Linked DNA regions of Oncorhynchus mykiss: region 1 is linked to region 2. The links are chromatin contacts, called in public Hi-C maps. All regions are on one chromosome and are shown on one strand. The core of a region is the stretch at or near the end of the contact, and the rest is flanking DNA. Distances in the headings are between cores, read along the strand shown. Region 1 overlaps LOC110498155 (protein quaking-A). Region 2 holds the start of LOC110498155 (protein quaking-A).

Region 1 (6,423 bases), core at 1,834-4,333, 140 kb after region 2:
TACTACCTTACCCCTGTATTGTCAACAAGTATATTTCTGAAAACATTCCTCAAACGTAAGCCACATTATGACCGCTGGTTAACCCATTAACGTGGTCTCAATGACGTAGCACTCAGAGTTAACGGGTAATGATACCAACAATTGGAATAATGATTGAAACCCCATTGGATTTTTTTCTTTACGTTTATTTTTTGTTTATCATCTGTGTGTTGAAAAAAAATCATTTAAAAAACGTTTCTCGGTGATCTGCTATTGAAGTTCCTGATGCATGTAGGGGTGCACTACATCTGAGAATTGTTGTGGAGTTGTAAGGTTTTATGTGATGCTGTTTTGTTTTTATAGAGGACTAGAATAGGATTCTGAGTAGGATATAAAACGATGTATTGTCAATTATGTTGCTCACACCAAAAAAGGAAAATGTCATGTACAATAAAGAACCACATTTACAAGTGGCCTGTTGACTGCTCTGCTTGGCCTTGTCTGGCGTCTCTCTGCTCTGATGATGTCGTCTATTTGGAAATCTAGGATGCCAGCATTTCAAGGTACGTTTAGCACAAAGGAACACAGGAAATGACATACAAATGTACATCAAAATGCTAATGGAAATGGATGTTTACATATAAAAGGATCAGAACTTTATTCTCCTTTCCATAGCTGGCATTTTAAGGTCAAATCAATCAAACATCCATCCCGACCGGGGTGCTTTTGTCATTTGAGGTGACTTTTGCCTCCTTATGGTGCGACTTGAATGGCTTTTTTTTTTAAACTCAGTTTTTCATAATTCCTGACATTTAGTCCTAGTAAAAATCAGTCAGTTAGGATCACCACTTTATTTTAAGAATATGAATGTCAGAATAATAGTAGAGATAATGATTTATTTCAGATTGTATTTCTTTCATCACATTCCCAGTGAGTCAGAAGTTTACATACACTCAATTTGTATTTGGTAGCATTGCCTTTAAATTGTTTAACTTGGGTCAAACGTTTCGGATAGCCTTCCACAAGCTTCCCACAATAAGTTGGGGGAAATTTGTCCCATTCCTCCTGACAGAGCAGGTGTAACTGAGTCAGGTTTGTAGGTTTCCTTGCTCGCCACACTTTTTCAGTTCTGCCCACAAATGTTCTATGGGATTGAGGTCAGGGCTTTGTGATGGCCACTCCAATACCTTGACTTTGTTGTCCTTAAGCCATTTTGCCACAACTTTGGAAGCATGCTTGGGGTCATTGTCCATTTGGAAGACCAAGCTTTAACTTCCTGACTGATGTCTTGGGATGTTGCTTCAATATATCCACACAATTTTCCCACCTCATGATGACATCTATTTTGTGAAGTGCACCAGTCCCTCCTGCAGCAAAGCACCCCCACAACATGAGGCTTGCAAGTCTCCCTCTTTTTCCTCCAAACATAACGATGATCTTCATGGCCAACCTGTTCTATTTTTTTTTTCATCAGACTAGAAGACGTTTCTCAAAAAATCTTGGGGACAATCTTTGTCCCCATGTGCAGTTGCAAACCACAGTCTGTCTTTTTTATGGCGGTTTTGGAGCAGTGGCTTCTTCCTTGCTGAGCGGCCTTTCAGGTTATGTCGATATAGGACTTGAGTTTGAAGGTAGGTCTTGAAATACATCCACAGGTACACCTCCAATTGACTCAAATTATGTCAATTAGCCTATCAGAAACTTCTAAAGCCATGACATTTTCTGGAATTTTCCAAGCTGTTTAAAGGCACAGTCAACTTAGTATATGTAAACTTCTGACCCACTGGAATTGTGATACAGTGAATCTGTAAACAATTGTTGGAAAAATGACCTGTGTCATGCACAAAGTAGATGTCCTAACCGACTTGCCAAAACTATAGTTTGTTAACAAGAAATGTGTGGAGTGGTTGAAAAACGAGTTGTAATGACTCCAACCTAAGTGGATGTAAACTAGTTTTAATGACTCCAACCTAAGTGTATGTAAACTAGTTTTAATGACTCCAACCTAAGTGTATGTAAACTTCCGACTTCAAATGTATACTCATAATCCTGATCCGTTCTTCCAGTAGTAGTAAGCCAGTAGTAACTACTATTAATATTAATGCATTGTCGGAACTAGAAGAACAAGCATTTCGCTACACTCTCATTAACATCTGCTAACCATGTGTATGTGACCAATAAAAATTTGATTTGAGTAAGCAAGTACAACACAACTGCATTTCCAATAATACATATGTTTATAGGTTGTAAATTCCATGTGGCTCAGTGAGTGGAGCATGGCGGTTGCAACACCAGAATAAGGGGTTTGATCACCAATACATATACGCTCATCAGCACAGAAATCGATGCTCTTGCCAAGACCACGGACAGCGTCGCATCCCATGAATACCACTTGCTACTGATTGAGACGTGTTGGATTAGAAACGCATCGTGAGCCTTTGGAGTTCAGGACGTTCATTTCTAACTCCCTGGTTCTCTACGGTAGAGGAAGCTGGTGGGAGGAGCTATGGAGGACGGGCTCATTATAATGTCTGGAATGGAATAAAATGGAACGGTATCAGACATTTGGAAGCCACATGTTTGACTCCGTTACGTCTTTTCCATTACAACAAACCCGTCCTCCTATTGCTCCTCCCACCAGCCTCCACTGCTCTACAGATAATTAACGCATCTTTGTGTGGAGCGCCACTTGATTGAACAGTGAGCCAGTTAAGTTCGTTGACATATTAGAATTGGTGTATGTCTCAATGGGTCTGCTGATTACTCATTACTATGTGCTAGCAGCTCTCCTGCTTGTCATGCTGTTAGCAGCCTAGTATTATTGCAACAACAAAACAGTTCTTTAGAGGCCACTCAATTGGACAAATGGACGATGGGAAGTTAAGTATGATCTCTCTCCTCTCTGTGTGTAGAACTTGATGGAGATGCAGCTGTTGAATAGGATTGTGGGGGGTTGTCTGAGGGCTTGACGTTTACATGTATGTGTCTTGCAAGAGGGGGCGATGGAGAGGAGGAATGGTTGGTTGCAGGTAAGATTCAGCAAAGAATCAGTTGTGGGGCCAGCTGGGAGTACAATCAGAGGGAAGGGGATCGAGTGGAAGCGTTGCCTCATGAGTGACCAATGTTCCTGGAATGAATGTGGGGCATTCATCAGGAGTGTGTGTGTGTGTGTGTGTGTTTTCAGAGTAAACAAAATTGAGTTTAAAGTCCAGCTAGGATTAAGCGCCATGTTACTGAGAAAACAGGCTAAATCCATTTGAGTTTCATATTCACACAGAATTGTGTAGGCTTGTAGCATGACTTTTGTATAATGTGATATCATCTAGCTATGGTAGTCGACCTCTCTTATCAATCCCATGCGTTTGTCCCATAAAGTACCACAGTGATGGTTAAAGTAGACAAAGGCCATTGTCATTTTTCAGATAAGATCACGATTTTCATCAACTTTAACTGTCCAAACTCATTATTTCTGAATGACACATCACTGATGCAATTTGTAACACTTCATACATATTTACATTTTTACAGTTAACAGCACCGACTTACTGGGTTTTGTGTTTGGTGAACATTTTGGTTTTGCTCTTAGCACTACACAGCTGATTCAAATAACCAACTCATTAAGCTTTGATTATTTGAATCGACTGTGTAGTGCTTCGGCAAAAAGAAATCAAGACGTGCACCCAGGACCAAGTTGAGGAAATCCCTGGTGTAGGTGGTAGTCGCCTGACCTTTATACTGCTTGTCTACACAGTAGCTGAATGGCTGATCTCTGTGTGAGAAAGAGAGGAAATGAAAAAGCTGACCCAATTTAATACACCTGTCTCCGTGCACTCTGCCCCTTCTCTCACTTCTCTCTTCTCTCACCTCCACAGCAGTCCAAAGGTAGGTAGTGTGATTCCACATGGAATATGATCATTACCGTGAACATTCATTGTCATATTGATCAACAAAATCACACATGCATTTGTTGTGAAGTTGATACCAATTTCACTTATAATGTAATATTTACTCAACATTTCTCACCAAGATTGAGCACCCCACAATCAGGTGAACGGGGGCGGCAGGTAGCCTAGTGGTTAGAGCGTTGAGCCAGTAAGAGTTTGTTCTTAACTGACTTGCCTAGGATGAGGTGGGGTGTAATGGTGAAGAAAGTGTGCCGGTAATCTGTTTTTCCCACAATCCAACACTGTCACCCCCCTCCACGGGAGAAGACAAATGACTACATTGTCCCTGGATGTTTCTCTTTGGCTGTAATTAATCTCAGTGCGGAGGGTGTAAACATTAAGAAGGACATGCTTTTGTCTCCGATTCATCTTTTCTGTCAGATTTACATCCCTTGCTAAATCTGGGCGTGGCACGGCGGGGTCCCTCCCCCTGAGTCACAGCTGCAGTCAGCAGAGAGACAAACGATGACAACACGGAGGAGAGATCAGACAATAACGTCGCTAACACCCAATAACAGACAGAAACAACCCATCCCATCGCTTTTCAGCTTGACGAGGCCATAAGATAGGCTAGACAGAACAAGTTAGGGCATGACTCGAATGATACCGTCCATGTCCGAATACCAATACTTCAGCCTGGGCAGCCTCTAGTGGGCGCTATGGATCTCATCTGGGCTTAACGTGCCCAGACTTTATTCTGCCTTCTCGCCATTAAATCGAGTTCAGGAGGAAATCGAAGCCTTTCCATCCTGAATGAAGATTGTTTTAAGTAGGAACTGGTTGCCGGGGGGACACAAGTGTATTAGCGGCTGGGACCAATAAGTCTAGACAGTAGTGGAGATGCATATGGCCCACTAGCACCTTCCCAGACATCCATACTTGCGTTCTAAATAATAGGCTGATTACGCATGTGAAAATATAAAATTTTATTGTGTGTGAAATGTTGTATGCTTTAAATGCCAGGATGTCATACTGGTTTCAACTTTTTATGTAGTAGAATTCGCTGCACTATTGAAGAAGAGAGCAGCATACCACCCTGCATGCCACTGCTGGCTTGCCTCGGAAGTTAAGCAGGGTTGGTCTTTGTCAGTACCTGAATGGGAGACCAGATGCTGCTGGAGGGCCAGTAGGAGGCACTATTTCCTCTGGTCTAAAAAAATATATCCCAATGCCCCAGGGCAGTGATTGGGGACATTGTCCTGTGTAGGGTGCTGTCTTTTTGGATGGGATTTTAAATGGGTGTCCTGACTCTCTGGTTACTCTTTTGTTTATTTATTTTACCTTTATTTAACCAGGTAGGCTAGTTGAGAACAAGTTCTCATTTACAACTGCGACCTAGCCAAGATAAAGCATAGCAGTGTGAACAGACAACAACACAGTTACACATGGAGTAAACAATAAACAAGTCAATAACACAGTAGGAAAAAAAGAGTCTATATACATTGTGTGCAAAAGGCATGAGGAGGTAGGCAATAAATAGGCCATAGGAGCGAATAATTACAATTTAGCAGAATTAACACTGGAGTGATAAATGATCAGATGATGATGTGCAAGTAGAGATACTGGTGTGTAAAAAGAGCAAAAAAGTAAATAAATAAAAACAGTATGGGGATGAGGTAGGTAGATTGGGTGGGCTATTTACAGATGGACTATGTACAGCTGCAGCGATCGGTTAGCTGCTCAGATAGCAGATGTTTAAAGTTGGTGAGGGAAATAAGTCTCCAACTTCAGCGATTTTTGCAATTCGTTCCAGTCACAGGCAGCAGAGAACTGGAAGGAAAGGCACCTAAATGAGGTGTTGGCTTTAGGGATGATCAGTGAGATACACCTGCTGGAGTGCGTGCTACGGGTGGGTGTTGCCATCGTGACCAGTGAACTGAGATAAGGCGTGCATGGACTTGTAGATGATCTGGAGCCAGTGGGTCTGGCGACGAATATGTAGCGAGGGCCAGCCGACTAGAGCATACAGGTCGCAGTAGTGGGTGGTATAAGGCGCTTTAGTAACAAAACGGATGGCACTGTGATAAACTGCATCTAGTTTGCTGAGTAGAGTATTGGAAGCTATTTTGTAGATGACATCGCCGAAGTTGAGGATCGGTAGGATAGTCAGTTTTACTAGGGTAAGTTTGGCGGCGTGAGTGAAGGAGGCTTTGTTGCGAAATAGAAAGCCGACTCTAGATTTGATTTTGGATTGGAGATGTTTGATGAGTCTGGAAGGAGAGTTTACAGTCTAGCCAGACACCTAGGTACTTATAGATGTCCACATATTCTAGGTCGGAACCATCCAGGGGGGTGATGCTAGTCGGGGCGTGCGGGTGCAGGCAGTGAACGGTTGAAAAGCATGCATTTGGTTTTACTAGCATTTAAGAGCAGTTGGAGGCCACGGAAGGAGTGTTGTATGGCATTGAAGCTCGTTTGGAGGTTAGATAGCACAGTGTCCAAGGAAGGGCCAGAAGTATACAGAATGGTGTCGTCTGCGTAGAGGTGGATCAGGGAATCG
Region 2 (6,568 bases), core at 3,939-6,438:
AGATTCAGACAGCATGTTTCCCTGTAGTTTACACAGTAGCATAGCTATAGAACTCCACACACAGACCACAAACCTTTTGTGTGTGTGTGTGTGTGTGTGTGTGTGTGTGTGTGTGTGTGTGTGTGTGTGTGTGTGTGTGTGTGTGTGTGTGCGTGCATGCGTGCGTGCGTGCGTGCGTGTGTGTGTGTTATAAGGGAATTTGGACTCCATCATCATTACTGCTGTGATAGATAATGTTACAACAATGCTATCTCAACCTAGCGGGAATCATTTCCCTGATTAGCCTGTGGCCCGTGAGGCCAGGAACATTTGCCCTTTGTCTCTAGTTTCCTGTCAGGGTCTCAGGGGTCTCTCATAGCACTGCCGTTAAGACGCCCTCTTCAAAAGCGGCTAAACGCAAAATAATCTGGAGCACTCTTAATTGGATTAATTGTTGAGTGGAGCCTGTGTTATTAAAAAAATCACAAAAAACACAGGGGTTGGGGGGCGCAGTGGTGTGTGTGTGTGTGTGTGTGTGGGGGGGGGGGGGGGGGGTTGGGGGGCGCAGTGGTGTGTGTGTGTGTGGGGGGGGGGGGTGCTTAACACTATATCTCAGCTCTACACTAGCCCGCTGCAAAGACACACAAACTCTTTCAATCTCTCTCTCTCTCGCTCTCTCTCTCTCTCTCACACACAGACACACCACAACCACGTGACCCAACTCAGAAACAGTGCCAGGAACTAGGTACAAATTACCATGCTCGCTGATGGAGATAAGAACTAAACCCATTTTCAAAGCTTGAAATAGATGCCAGATCTTTTTGATGCCAGAAATTTGTGACTTCTCTCCATCAGCCTGGTCTCATAAACTGACGTAACACAGTAGATGTAAATATGGAGCACCAAATTAGAATAATATGTCATATTTGGTATGGTTGTGAGATTATGAGATTCAAACACATATGAGATTCAAACACACAACCTTTGGGTTGCTAGACGTTCGTGTCATACATTATTAACGTCATTTTTTTCATGAAATAACCTTCTTTCTTATGTAACCATACCAAATATAACATAGTATTCTATTTGGTGCTCCATATTTACATTTACCACTTTGCAACTAGTTAGCATGTTAGCTAAACATCAGCAACCATGGTAATTTGTACCTTGGGTCTGGCTCTGTTTCTGAGTTGGGTCACGTGTGTGTGTGTGTGTGTGTGTGTGTGTGTGTGTGTGTGTGTGTGTGTGTGTGTGTGTGTGTGTGTGTGTGTGTGTGTGTGTGTGTGTGTGTGTGAGTGAGTGAAGGAGAGTACCCTAACCCTAAGCCCTTAAAGCCTTAACCTTACTCTTAGCCCAAAGGTTGTGTGTTTGAATCATGGACAACTTTGCAGCTACTTACTACTTTTAGCTACTTTGCAACTACTTAGCATGTTAGCTAACCCTTCCCCTAACCTTAACCCTTTAACCTAATAACTAACCTTAACCCTAACTTGAATCTTAACCCTAACCCCTAGCTTAGCTAACATTAACGACCTAGCTAACCTAAGTGTTATCCACCTAGTCACCTAGCTAACGTTAGCCACAGTAAATGGGAATTTGCAACATATCATACATTAGAACATTTGTAACATATTGTACAAATTGCAATTCGTAAAATAACATTGGAATTGTAATTTGTAACAAATGCTACGAAATGGACAGCCACAAATGAATACAAAGCATACGAAACGTAATATCTCATACTAATTGGAGTGTCCCGGATTTACGTTTACTATGTTACGTCTACTTGCAGCACTTACTGTATATTCAAAGAAGTGAAAAGTGAAAATATGAAATATAAAGCAAAAACCATGAACAATTTAGTTATCTCTGAGCCACATCAAATAACATTTTATTTTCCCCTCTTCCTCGTTTTTTCATTCTACTCTGCCAAGTGGGTTATCTCTCCTTGAAGTAAAACCTTTATTCAGTTATCAATCCTTCAAAAAGAAAAATATAGACATTTGTGATGTGTTTTCACTTCCAGTGTTGCGTTACATTCACACCAGTGCTTTAGTAATTGGAGAGATGGGGCACATTTCATACCCCCCAGGCATAAAATACATGTTGAAGGCTTTTTTTTTCTCTCTGACAGACGACAACAAAACAATGTGGAGAAATGTCTTGAGACCTGGTAGGTCTGTGTTAATAATACTTCTCTTCTCTGTTGTCTTGTTCGACATATCGCAGCTCGAGATGGTCAAATGTAGTAATTTAGTGTGATGGACAGCTATTACAACCTAATAGTGTTTTTCCCAGGTTGGTAAAGGCAATGACATAGAAATATAATTATATATATATATATAATATATATATATATATTAATAATATAATGTAATTCTATTTCTATGGGTAACCATAGCAACATCTCCCCTCCTGCTTTGAACGATCCATGAGATATGTTGTTCCTTGTTGTTATCTTAAAGAATGTGTGTTGTAGCCTATCGCCTGTGTGAGACACACTAGTGAGTCCTGAAGTGCATCACTGAGGGCTGACACATGACGGCTAAGCCAGAGGTCACAGTGCAGCTGGTTAGTATTCATACGCCGAAGCAGAGGGACTAATTCCACAAAGGCAGAGAGACTAGGGAACCAATTGAATAGGGGCCAAGGTCAAATTCTCAGATTTAGGTGGGCACCACTCCAGTCGACAACAGCTGCCAAATTTAGAACATGACAGGGTTTCGTTTCAATTAAGGAACGACCCAGGTGGGCGGCTCCAATATGTGGGCTATTGATCATCTGAATTGAGTTAATCCTCAATGAACATGGAAAGGTCTGTCCAAAGATGGGGCAGGCTTGTTAAAATAACCTAGGCCTGTACTGAATATTGTCACGTTGATAAATGAATCCAAAGCGGACGCTGAGAGTTATTGTAACGTGCTGTTTGAGATTTAAACATCATGGTGCGTGTCTATTTTGGTTACATGACTAATAACTCAAAATCAAATCAAATCAAATGTTATTGGTCACGTACACATGCTTAGCAGATGTTATTGTGAGTGTAGCAAAATGCTTACGCTTCTAGATCCGACAGTGCAGCAGTATCTAACAGGTAATATCGGACAATTCCACAACCAAACCTAATATCTAGCAAATTCCACAACAAAACCTAATATCTAGCAAATTCCACAACAAAACCTAATACACACAATCTAGTAAAGGAATGGGAGGAGAATAAGTATAAAATATATGGATGAGCAGTGACAGAGCGGCTAAGATGCAATAGATAGTAAAGAATAGATAGTGAAGGATACAATATAAACATATGAGATGAGTAATGCGAGATATGTAAACATTCTTCAAGTATCATTATTAAAGTGACTTGTGTTCTATATATTAAAGTATCAAGTCTGTAGGTAGACAGCCGCCTCTCTGTGCTAATGGTGGCTGTTTAACAATCTGATGGCCTTGAGATTAAAGCTGTTTTTCAATCTCTCTGTCCCAGCTTTGATGCACCTGTACTGACCTCGCCTTCTGGATGGAAGCAGGGTGAACAGGTAGTGGCTCGGGTGGTTATTGTCCTTGATGATCTTTATTGCCTTCCTGTGACATCGGGTGTTGTAGGTGTACTGGAGGGCAGGTAGTTTGCCCCCGGTGATGCATTGTGCAGACCGCACCACCCTCTGGAGAACCCTGCGGTTGTGGGCGGTGCAGCTGCTGTACCAGACGGTGATACAGCCCGCCAGGATGCTCTCGATTGTGCACCTGTAAAAGTTTCTGAGGGTTTTCGTTGACAAGACACATTTTTTCAGCCTCCTGAGGTTGAAGAGGTGCTGTTGCGCCTTCTTCACCATACTGTCTGTGTGCGTGGACCATTTCAGATTGTCGGTGATATGTACGCCGAGGAACTTAAAACTTTCCACCTTCTCCACTTCTGTCCCATCGATGTGGATGCGGGGTGCTCCCTTTGCTGTTTTCTGAAGTCCACTATCATCTCTTTAGTTTTTCTGACGTTGAGTGAGAGTGAGAGACATTGAGTGACATTGAGTGAGTTACATGTCACATTGAGTGACATTGATATTTTCCTGACACCACACTCCGAGGTCCCTAACCTCCTCCCTGTAGGCTGTCTCTTCATAGTTGGTAATCAAGCCTACCACTGTTGTGTCATCTGCAAACGTGATGATTGAGTTGAAGGCGTGCATGGCCACAGAGTCGTGGGTGAACAGGGAGTACAGGAGGGGGCTGAGAACCCACCCTTGTGGGTCCCCAGTGTTGAGGATCAGCACTGGGATTGGCCCGTCAGGAAGTCCTGTAGTCAATGAACAGCATTCTTACATAGGTATTCCTCTTGTCCAGATGGGATTAGGCAGTGTGCAGTGTGATGGCGATGGCGTCGTCTGTGGACCTATTGGAGTGGTAAGCAAATTGGAATGGGCCTAGGGTGACAGGTAAGGTGGAGGTGATATGGTCCTTGACTAGTCTCTCAAAGCACTTCATGATGACAGAAGTGAGTGCTACGGGGCGATAGTCATTTACTTCAGTTACCTTAGCTTTCTTGGGAACAGGAACAATGGTGGCCATCTTGAAGCATGTGGGGACAGCAGACTGGGATAGGGACTGATAAAATATGTCTGTAAAAGTCAACCATTGGTTTCTATCATATCACTCTTGAAGATGCGAGGAGAGGTGCGGGGGTACACCATAACATTGAATATAATTATCTCCATCAAATTGAAAAATTAATCATTACATAAGTGTTGACAGGGAGAACTTCCCCATGTTCCTTTACCTCCAACTGGTCTTTATATGCCAAAAACTAGTTAGCCATCTATGAAAAGCTTTCTGAACCCTCATCTATCAATGTGCCCTTCAGCAAGGCACTTAACCCTAAGTTAAGTCTTTAAATTGCTCTGGAGAATAGCCTCTGCTAAATGACCAAAGTGTAAATTTAAACGTAATAATGTTTAATTTGCAATGTTTCCAAAGTCTCCTATGCTTTTGATTTCTCCGCAACTACTGAAATATACTTTTTAGAGCCCCATACAACCTGTGTATGAAATCTGTAAATTCACTTTCTCTGTACTGTCCACAATTGGTTCTAATCGCTGTAGATCACCTACTGGCACTTCACCGCCCTCATGGTGCAGTACCTTGTTCTTATTGGTGATATCACCAGTCCCTTGAAGGCGCTTTTGACCAATAGGCGAAGAGGGGACGCAAGCTTTTGGCGAATACTCGCTGCAGTTAACAGTGGTGGATCGGAACGTCCCTGAGCGCGGAGTAGAGGAGAGTACACGGCGATACAGTCTTTGGGAGAAGATAGTGCTTATTTTCCCCCTCTCTCAGCTCTAACAACAAATTAAATCCGATTTTGGTTCAGAGGGTCGTCTAACTACAGCAATCGAAACGTGGGAGGAACAAAGGATTTGATCTTTCAAGTTTTTCTTTAGCATTTGTTTTCTTTTCATAAAACAGGATTCTGTTGGAGGCTCGCTCGCACTCTAGACGCAAAGATGATGGTTGGAGAGATCGAGGTGAAGGAGAGACCGAGGCCGAGTCCTGACTATTTGATGCAATTGTTAAACGAAAAGAAGCTGATGACCAGTTTGCCAAATCTGTGCGGTATCTTTACACACCTTGACCGGCTTCTCGATGAAGGTAAAAGGCCGTGGAGAAATGGGGTAGTTGGGAGGGAAGGAGTGACTACGGCGCTGTCCCTAGGGCTCGGTGGGCATGCTTGCTGCATAGGGGAGCGCATGCATGGTAGCTACCTAGCTAACATAGCTAACGAGCTACATTATCGCACTGGGCAACACAACTTCTTCTTTTAACTTTACAAAGTGAGAACTGCGAGGAAATGAAACTCTTGCACCATCCAACAAGGATATTTATTCCCTACCACAAAACCTCAAGGATGTATTTGTAGTTAACATGTCCTGTTGTTCTCTGATTTGAGGACGAAGTGAAAAGTTATTTTTTTTGTAGGGGTTTTTGCCTGCTAACTAGCTAACTTAGCCAGGACCGATAAACTAGTTAAGTTAGTATGCGTCCCAGTTCCAGGAAGAAACTGTTTGATAGCCAGACTTCTACATTTCAGCTGTAGTCTTGTCTTTAGCCTACCTCGTATTATGTAAGTGAATGTGATAGTTTGTTCTATAGAGGATGTATTGTTGCCAGGATGCAGGTTCCATCTAATTCAACGGAGTAGGATTGGTAGTTAAGTACTATAACCATGTTGTAATCAAAACATGAAGCTTCATAACAAGTACAGCAATATATCTGTCTGTATTCAGTCCTAAGCAGCTCGTTTCCATAACATACAGTATTTGCTTATCAGAATCTGGTGGAATTGCACAACATCGGAATGTGCCCCGGCTGTTGCCTTTCGGGGTTTGAAACAATGGGCAGTGGAGTTGTTTGCCTTGCAAAGATAACCAGCGTTGTGCAGTTAAATGACGCTCTAAAACATACGTTGGGTGCGGAAGAAATATCCCCGATGATTAGGCAGGAATTGTGTATCTTTGTCTTCATTTGACATAGTCTTGTTTTTCTATGTCGTCTTTTTGTCGGGCCCATATTCTCAGCGTTGTTGTCGCATGATATT

Evidence for each region. A called contact is a pair of places that touch in the nucleus more often than the background predicts.
Region 1: a Hi-C map of liver shows a contact between it and region 2, with 2.7 times the contacts expected there. The contact joins the enhancer-like site here to the promoter of LOC110498155 in region 2. A contact is called at or near these places in 2 of 3 Hi-C or Micro-C datasets (blood and liver).

The regions. Positions count from the first base shown.
Region 1 is chr19:56,584,213-56,590,635 of USDA_OmykA_1.1, forward strand. It overlaps LOC110498155 (protein quaking-A), which reads left to right. Exons shown (of 8, transcript XM_036955126.1): 8 at 1-466. Among protein-coding and RNA genes, the nearest start is that of LOC118941494, 53 kb to the left of the region's middle. Within about 2 kb of position 3,084, at least 2 of the 11 cell types and tissues checked have an H3K27ac peak or open chromatin away from gene starts, as enhancers often do. A contact at or near this core is called in liver, where this site is marked.
Region 2 is chr19:56,439,335-56,445,902 of USDA_OmykA_1.1, forward strand. It overlaps LOC110498155 (protein quaking-A), which reads left to right and starts at 5,189. Exons shown (of 8, transcript XM_036955126.1): 1 at 5,189-5,622. The coding sequence starts at 5,478.